Linked DNA regions of Sus scrofa: region 1 is linked to region 2. Evidence: chromatin contacts called from public Hi-C data. All regions are on one chromosome and are shown on one strand. Each heading gives the region's core, a stretch centred on a gene start, on an enhancer-like site or on the middle of the called end of the contact. The rest is flanking DNA. Distances are from core to core; before and after follow the strand shown. Region 1 has its middle 320 kb from the start of PRICKLE1. Region 2 overlaps PRICKLE1 (prickle-like protein 1).

Region 1 (4,574 bases), core at 78-2,577, 320 kb after region 2:
CTGAACCAAGCTAAGATTCCATTTTAACACAATGAGCTGGAGTCTGCGGTGGACCAGTTGGCCAAATGGCTTTGAGACAACCGTTTGCTCCTAGCAAGCAAATCAATTCTTTCCTGAGAATTCGGGGCTTCATTTAGAGCTGTTGTGGAATTAAGCAGTCTCCTGAACACCCAGAAAAGGCAGGACAAGACTCAAGAAACTTAGGTGTGGGATCTAACTGTAACTCCACATATATTTTTTTCTCTTTTTACTTTATCCTTTTTTGTTTCATTCTCATGGAAACCAACATTTGTGAGGAAATGATGAGTTTGTTTGATGTTAGTATAAGTTTGTCCCATATAAGTCGAATGATATAAAAGAAAGAATAGTTTTTATAAAGTTGATTTAATTGAATGCAAATTTTGAACGTAATACTGAATTGTTCATGGACTTAGGAATGGGCTTAACCTACTGTTTTTCAGTCATTTTCCATTTTATTCTGTGGATGGATTTATATTCTTTTGCTTATATCTCACCATTTTATAAACAATTCAAGTACAGCCACCATCAAAAATACATATAACACTGAAGGGCACTGTAGTGAAAAAAATGCTAATTTTAATAATACTTACATTATTGAAATGTTATTAAGATGAGTCCTGAATTTATGTTTTGTTTATAATATATTACTTCAAAGATACATCCACAGCACACAATGGTAATTGAATATTACATTTGTATAGTACTTTACACTTTTTGAAGTTATTTTATATCTACTACTTAGAAACAAATGATTTTATTAACGTTTTGGTGGCAATATGTAACTGGCTCTTTTTGCCAGTATCCCCGAGGGCTAAGGGTTGAGAATATTTTTGAATTAGATCACTTAAACATGACAAACACTTGACTGGAATATATTTTTTGGTGATTGGCCATATTAAAGCAAAACCACTGTATTACCAACTTGTCTCTGTATTAAAAAATACTACACTTAAAAAAATTTTTTTTTCATTAAATGACTGTAAGTGACATGTGAATTTGCAAAGTCCAGCTGATCTGTTGATTTTTAAGGTGGACAGCGTGATGATCTATGATGTTTTCCGAAAAGAAATTTTCCAGATTTACTCAGTGTAAGATTCCAAGCAGTGGGTTTTAATCATTTTCAGTAAAGTGGTGGTGGTGGTGGTTGGGGGGAGGTGGGGGATGGGGGCAGGACTCCATTTAGAGTTTCTGAGACACGAGTTCATAATCCCAAATTTGGCCCTTTGGATAATTGTGGCACAGACGACATTGCTGTACCATACACCTCACGACTAAGGAATGCGTGTCTGGAAATTTCCTTCTGAAGTGAATTGTTCCTTCTGCTGCTAACTCTGGTGGTGAGGGTTACACTCTTGCTCCGTGGCTCGACTAGACGGTGCATCAGAAGTCATGTGTTCTGACAGCTGGAGCCTCTTTTCCTAAGACCTTTGGAAAGCATCCATCTTTCACTTTTTTGTCCACCTGCTGACAGTTTCTTAAATGGATCAGTGGTTGCCTTACTAGTCGACAAAACTGATGACAGTTTTCAAGGGGGTATGAAAAATATCCCGGCCTTGAAGTTGTTTACACCAATATTCACCGTTGATAAATTGGGCTGTCATTCTGATCTCACGGTCGAGGGCGCAAAGGGGATTTGGCGGTGGGGTGGGTCACAGCCACGACAAGGCGCAAGCGGACCCGGCCTCCATTACCAGGTTCCTGCTTTTGCCACCATCTGTTCTTCTCCGTCTCCGACAAGGGCAACACGGAGGAAGCAGGTTGCGATACCGAGGAAAGGACACTGGGAAATGAGGTGTTACATCCTGCCCTGGACGCTTGAGAGAGTTTATGTTCCCTCCTTACACTAAAGGGTTTTCAACTTAAACTGGAAATTCTACTGTCTGGGGGCTCGTTTACTAACGAAGACAGGTGAAGAAAAAATGGTCTCTCAGTGGTTGTTCCATGGTTTTGGTTCTTTGATTCTTTGGTTTGCTTCTGAACAAACTGAAATGCTGGAGAGTCAGAACAGATTGCAGAGTTCCAAATATTTAGGGCTTACTTATTTCTGATGATATCTCCATATCCCAGATTCCCAACTAATGTGCAGTGTCGGAACCATATGCATAATGTTTGCGAACTGTGCAAGGCAGGCCCTGACAATTTCAGTGTGACCGAACTGGCTTCTTGGGGCTGGCGGGGGGGGTGAGCAGCAAGGCTGGTGAGGTCTGCTCAGGTGATTAGCCACTGTCCTGCCAGTCAAGAATCACTGATTTTGGTAAGTCAGTGTTTCCTAAAATCTCAGCTTATCAGGATCACCTGGGGAGGTTTATCAAAAGATAAATATCCAGGCCCTACTCCATCCCTGAGCAATCAGAATCTTGAATCTTGGTAGGGTAGGACCTGTTTCTCTGCTTATTTGTTTGTTTGCTTGTTTTCATTTTGGGCTGCACCCATTGGCATATGGAAGCTCCTGGGTCAGGGACTGAATTTGAGCCAGAGCTGTATCCTATGTCACAGCTGTGGCAATGCCAGATCCTTAACCCACTGTGCCATAGTGGAACTCCTGGATATCTGGTTTTTTTTGAAGCAACTGTCCAGCTGATTCTTATGTCCTGGCAGTTTTGGGGACAGCTACCCTAGAGGGCAGAAGAACTTGGTGGAACGAGAATAGCATTTTCTTTCTTTCTTTTTTTTTTAATGCCACACCCTTAGCATATGGAAGTTTCCAGGCTAGGGGTCCAATTACAGCTGCAGCTGCCAGCCTACACCACAGCCACAGCAACACTGGATCTGAACTGCATCTGTGATCTATGCTGCAGCTTGCCCACTGAATAAGGCTACTGATGGAATCTGCATCCTCACAAAGATTTCATTGGGTCCTTAACCTGCTGAGCCACAATGGGAGCTCTGAGAATAGCAATTTTTTTTTTTTTTTTTGTCTTTTCTAGGGCCACGCCTGTGGCATATGGAGGTTCCCAGGCTAGGGGTCTAATCAGAGCTGTAGGTGTGGCCTACGCCACAGCCACAGCAACGCCAGATCAGAGCTGTGTCTTCGACTTACACCACAGCTCACGGCAATACTGGATCCTTAACCCACTGAGCGAGGCCAGGGATTGAACCCGCAACCTAATGTTTCCTAGTCGGATTTGTTAACCACTGAGCCATGAGAGGAACTCTGAAAATAGCATGTTTAATCACAAAAAGGCCACCTGGCACCAAGGGAGATATTCATGGAAGATTCAAAGCTGAGATTTGAGGAAGACTATTTTCATTAGATCAGTATTCTGCTTACAAAATCAGTTTATCTAAGTTGGAAATTTTTTTTTGACAATCAGAAATATGTATTGTGTTAATAGTGGCAGTGACAGGGGAAGCATGGAGATGGTTCTCAGCTTTAGGGTAGGACAGTTCAGAAAGGAACTTTAATTCAGAAATTAGTCTAATCTAGAAGCCTCATGGAGAAAAAAAAGACATTGGTGAAAACTGTCCAACCTGCGGGCTGATGGATAGATGAACAAGGGGCAATACTGATCCAGATGTTAAGCCATTCGTGGGATTCTTGCGCTGTGCTCTCTGTGGTGACTGGGCCTTGAGAAAGATTGCAGCAGAGTACTGGCTATTGAAATATGTAAGTGGTTACCTGAGATTGGCAGAGTGCTCGGTTAGGGGTGTAGGGTGAGGGGGTGGGGGACGGGTAGGAAGAGGCTGAGAAATTTTGAGGAAACAAGGGTTAAAAATAGTCTGGTACATAGTCTGATAAGGGTTGAAGAGAATAGATTTTTATAGGGAGAAGGTGGTTCTGTTGCACCCAGGTTTTGTCAGCCTGTTGGAGTAATAACGGAACTCTATTTCATTCCCTGGCTTCTAAGGACATCAATCTATTAACCGAGTTAATATCAGAACCCAAACTTTTTGTTTTAGAAAGTATAGGGGTAAGAATATGGATTCCTGTTACAAAAATCGTGTTGGGAACTTAAAACCACTGGAAAGGAGCCTGACTTTTATTGTCAAATCATCTTTCTCAGACGTGGCTCACTAATCTCCAAACTGAAGTTATGGGAACCATTATATCTCTAGCAGAAATTGGACAGCAAGTAAATGGAACTGGTTTTCTAAATGACCAGGATCAAACCATTTGGAAGCCTTAGTAGCAGATGAACGGGAGCCCTGCTCTGAGAGCCTGACGTCAAGTCCCTTTAAAGTTGTGCCACTGGCTTAGGAGATAAGTGGTGATAAGGAACCGACAGCAGTGGGGCCAGGGCTGTTTTCTTTCAGGGGAACACCCCTAATATGAACTCTGCTCCTCCTACTTACGTCCCCTATTTTCCAAATTCTGGATGCTTGTTTGATTTTTTAATGCTGTCAACTTCCAAATGTGAGATCCTAAAGGAACAAGGACTGTTTCATTTGAATGTTTTAGTGTGTGTGTCCCAACACAGGGGGTGCCTTAATAAATACTAAGTTTCTCAAAACTTTACTTTGTATTTACCTACATTTATGCTCTAAAACCATTCTGTTTTATAAGATTCCTTGGAAGAGAATCTAACGGGTTTCAGAGAAACTTCTTAGATGTT
Region 2 (4,451 bases), core at 608-3,107:
CAGACTAGGGGTCGAATCGGAGTTGCAGCTGTGGCTACACCACAGCCACAGCAACACCAGATCCAAGCCGAGTCTGCGACCTACACCACAGCTCATAGCAACGCCGGATCCTCAACCCACCGAACCAGGTCAGGGGTCGAACTTGCAACCTCATGATTCCTAGTTGGATTCGTTTCTGCTGCGCTGCCATGGGAGCTCCTATTTTACTTTATTTTTAATTTATCTTTTATTGAGGTAACATTGGCTTGCAACATTATATAAGTTTCATGCAGACAACATTATATTGATGCTCCTTACACTACGGAAGGCTAACAATAGTATTTTAAAATCACTAACATCACATTTTCAAAGTTTCCTGACTCTGGGGGGCTCTCTGAAGTTGCCATGCGCACTGTGAGTCCGGCACTGTGTTAGGCGTTGGGTGTGCAACGGGGAACTAACATGGTTCCTGGCTCACATCTATCACCGTCCACTCACAGGAGGAGAACACACAATTTCCTGGACCTGGGTTAAAATGACGTCTATTTCTTGATGGCAACATTCGCTATGAAGAATCAATGAATGAATGAACAAAAGAGAAAGGAAGGAAGGAAAAATGTTCAGCCTAGTAGGATTAGAAACATAAAATTTTAGAACTGGAAGGAAATCTCAGAGATCATCTAATTTAGTGGCTCTTAACCACAGCTGTGCATCAAATTACTTGAGGAGCGTTTCCAAGTTAAATGTGCAAGACTCCACCCCAAGCCTCCTGCCTTAAAAATCTCTGTGTATTTTCATTTTGAAAAAGCTCCATAGGTGTTTATGGCTCAAACCTTTGGTTAATATGCACTGATCTGGCTCAGTTCCCTCACTTTATATATGAGGGAACCAAGGCCCAGAGAGGCTGAGTGGCTGACCCAAAATCGCACAGTTATTGGACTGTGTTCCAAATTTTCTGATTTACAGAAAAATGATGGTAGAAAAACTATCCAGTTCTGCACTCTTCTGCCACATCACTACTGATGATTCTTGAATCTCTACTCAAGAAACAGGATAAGTGCTTTGGTCAGGACAACTCCTCAACCAAAAGTTACGGAACCAAAGTAAAAAAGCCAGTGTGTACGGGCAACACAAACAACAAACAAAGAGCCATCACGTACCATAGTAACCCGGTTCCTTCCTGCTTCAACAGCCAAGTCAAGCTGCTCCCATTCAAACATCCTTATGCCTATCAGTTTCTCATTTTGGCACTGCCATGAATAATCATTTTGGGGTTTTGTGGATTAGAAGAAGAGGATGATTTTTCTGGTTTATTCCTCAAATTCAGAAGGTTAAAAATATGTTTCCAATACCTCAATATGAAGAAAGCCTGGTCTGCTTTTAACACGTTTGGCAGGACTTGAGGACATGTTTTTGGCTATTAGCCTGACAAGCTGTTTAAGCTTATAGAAGACCCACAAAGGGAACTTATATGATTAAGTCAGTTAAACACAAACATCTTCTCTGTGTATTTTATTCCCTCCCTTCACATTCACAAAAACATTAAAGGCTAAAGCATTTCAGAACTAACTGGGTGAGGGGGGCAAGTTATTTATCACTTCAGCTCCTTTCTCAAGGCTTGTGTAAATAAGAACCATGGCAACTCAAAAGAAATTATTCATGTGATCCTTGCAATGAACAAAGCTAAGCATCAGAAAGGAGTTCGAAATTCCTATGAAGCATATGTAGTTTCTTACAAGAAACATCTGTGATTCTCTAATGCACTTCAGCCTTAACTTTATCTCTTTCTAAAAATTATGTAACATGCATATACTTCAAGCACCGAACATACTTACTAATTACATAGTCACAGAAGAATTTCAAATGCCTGTCTCCTTTGGACACACATTATAACAAAGTATTGCAACACAAGAGCACTAAGCAGGAGTTCCCGTTGTGGCGCAGTGGTTAACCAATCCGACTAGGAACCATGAGGTTGCGGGTTCGGTCCCTGCCCTTGCTCAGTGGGTTGACAATCTGGCATTGCCGTGAGCTGTGGTGTAGGTTGCAGACGCGGCCGGTGGCTACAGCTCCGAATGGACCCCTAGCCTGGGAACCTCCATATGCTGGGGGAGTGGCCCAAGAAATGGCAAAAAGACAAAAAATTAAAAAAAAACAAGAGCACTAAGCAGTCTTCTTACATAAGATCTAACAGTTCCTTAAATTGTTCGGCAGCGCTGTTTTAGAGCAAAGCAAAATGCCACGCTATCTGGCTCTTTTTCAGGTCCTAATGAAGGAACTTAGAGTCTTCAAGCATGTAAATAACATAGTTAGAAACATCCATTACAGTTAACAAGTTATGAATGTCTTCAGAAGAATGCCATATTATTGGCATTCTATCACAAAGATTGGCTTTCTATCACAAAGATGAAAGAACGAAAAAAAGAAGTACAAATGCCTTTGCTGCAACTCTGACATGGTTTAAATCCGTTTGCTATTATTAGGCTGAAGGAGTACGCGAGGGGTGAGTGTGTGTGTGTGGATCCGGAAGACAGTATTTCAATCGGGGCAGAGGACCTGGCCAACACAGAAGCAGGTTTTAATAGAATTTCTACTTGAACCATGGTGACCATAGTGGGTTGTGTCACTACCACAATGGGCAGGCCGGGGTGCTCGCCTGGTAAGGCAAGATAAACCTCATTTTATGTCGAAATGAGCAAACTTCCTCTAAGAAGGTTTGCTTGATTGAAAGTTTCCAGGGAGAAAGGGCAAATCCGAGGGATGGCTGGTGGGCAGTTCTTAAGGTCTGCTGCTTTCCTAAGGCTAACCTTCCCCTTCTAGCTTGGCTCAAAGGCCAACATTCATTGGTGGTAGTCTTTTGCATTGAGGCAGTAACCGAACCTCCAGATCTCAAAGATCCCTGGCAGCCCGGGTTAATTTCAGCTGTCTCTACTGGGGCTACATGAAACATGGCATTTACAAATTTGGATTATATAGTGCTATTTATTACCTGATGGAAGACTTCCACAAATGCCAGAAGAGACGTTGGCGTTTATGCAAGTCGACTACTGTGTGACCCAAAGAAGCACTAGATTCTATAGGCTGTGTTTGCCAGGATTGAAAGGGCCTATGTGAAAACGCCTTAATTAGGACCATCTTAGCACCTCAGCTACTGGATACCCTCTAGCTCTAGGTGTTATATTTCAAATGGGCCAACAAATCATCCTGGAAACAGAACCTCCTCCCACCCCGACCTCAGTCCTGTAACTAATCCCTGTAACTCGGAGTCCTGAGAGTGTATATTTTATTTTCAGATTTAATAAGTATATCTGGTAGCTATTAAAAGATTTAAGCCACTACCGTTTTTCAAAGGTTTCAGTGTTGAGAGATTTCAAGCCCACAGAGGGGGCAATCTGGAGGGCTTGGCTACTGTAGAATGGTGAAATTATTTCACTGGCTCCCTGCAACTGCACCCCACCCCAAACTCTTCTGCTTTAAGGATATTTGTACTGAATTTTCTCTATGCTTTTAATGTGTCTTTAACACATGTTCACAGGCAGACAAAAAGAAAAATAGAAGATGTGAAGGAAAGACACCATATCAAATCTTCGGTGACCAAAAAAGATAATTATAAGGACAGATCCCTAAAGAAGGAGGGGAAAAGATTCGGAAACATTGGCTACTTAAAATAGCCTATCAGATCATCCTTCCTTCTTTTCTTCTTTGGGGAAACCCAAACTGCTGCACAACGGTTCTCTAAGTTCTCCTTTATGGAATAGTCCTCATGCTTGGGCAAAGCCAGCCATCCTAGGAAACCAGGGCCAATATTGTATCACATTAAGTGGTGGCTACTTCATATCAACTTTTTTTTTTTTTTGAAAGGTGACAAAAGGGGGGTGGTGGTGGTGGAAGGTGGTTATAAAAAACTTCACAGGAAACCAAATAGCCTTTATTTAAATTAAAAGCAATCACAGCCTGATTCTTGGAACACACTTGGAAAAGCTTTTTGGCATGCAGCTGCTACATGCCGCCAATATTGTGTGTAATTGGAAACATTTCAAACAGAATTGTTACCCAAGTCAAAGACCTTAATTGCGAGCTGTGGGATCTCGCCTGGGATAAAAGCAGGGCAGCTGAGTGAGAGCATGCTGCATCGAGGGGTCCCCTTACCGGCCGCATCTGACTACAATATTTTCAGTGGATTATTGACAACTCTTCTTTCCGGAGGCCCAATGGGACAAGAAGCAAACAGAGCAAGGCGCGCACAGAGCAAAAGCTGGTGGGTGCCACCACTCAGCAACTGGGACAAAACTCTTAGAAAGGAGTCCCTGACTTCAGTACTCTAACAACTGAAATAACACAGTCCGCACTCTCCCCCACCCCCAAGTGTGTAATCCACCAGAAATGAAAGGCTTCTCTCCGGAGAGTTTGCCCAAAGCCTACCAGCGAGAAAAAGGCAAGTGCGGGTGAATTGATCAGTTGTTTTTTAGGAT

Evidence for each region. Hi-C and Micro-C count contacts between places; a contact is called where the count stands out from the background.
Region 1: a contact with region 2 is called in a Hi-C map of embryonic fibroblasts, with 2.2 times the contacts expected there. The contact joins two enhancer-like sites. A contact is called at or near these places in 1 of 47 Hi-C or Micro-C datasets (embryonic fibroblasts) and 1 of 2 datasets of contacts at active chromatin or transcription factors (skeletal muscle).

The regions. Positions count from the first base shown.
Region 1 is chr5:74,142,129-74,146,702 of Sscrofa11.1, forward strand. No RefSeq gene overlaps it. Among named protein-coding and RNA genes, the nearest start is that of PRICKLE1, 320 kb to the left of the region's middle. Within about 2 kb of position 1,328, at least 3 of the 83 cell types and tissues checked have an H3K27ac peak or open chromatin away from gene starts, as enhancers often do. A contact at or near this core is called in embryonic fibroblasts, where this site is marked.
Region 2 is chr5:73,817,789-73,822,239 of Sscrofa11.1, forward strand. All of the region lies in intron 1 of PRICKLE1 (prickle-like protein 1), which reads right to left. Among named protein-coding and RNA genes, the nearest start is that of PRICKLE1, 6.5 kb to the right of the region's middle. Within about 2 kb of position 1,858, at least 4 of the 83 cell types and tissues checked have an H3K27ac peak or open chromatin away from gene starts, as enhancers often do. A contact at or near this core is called in embryonic fibroblasts, where this site is marked.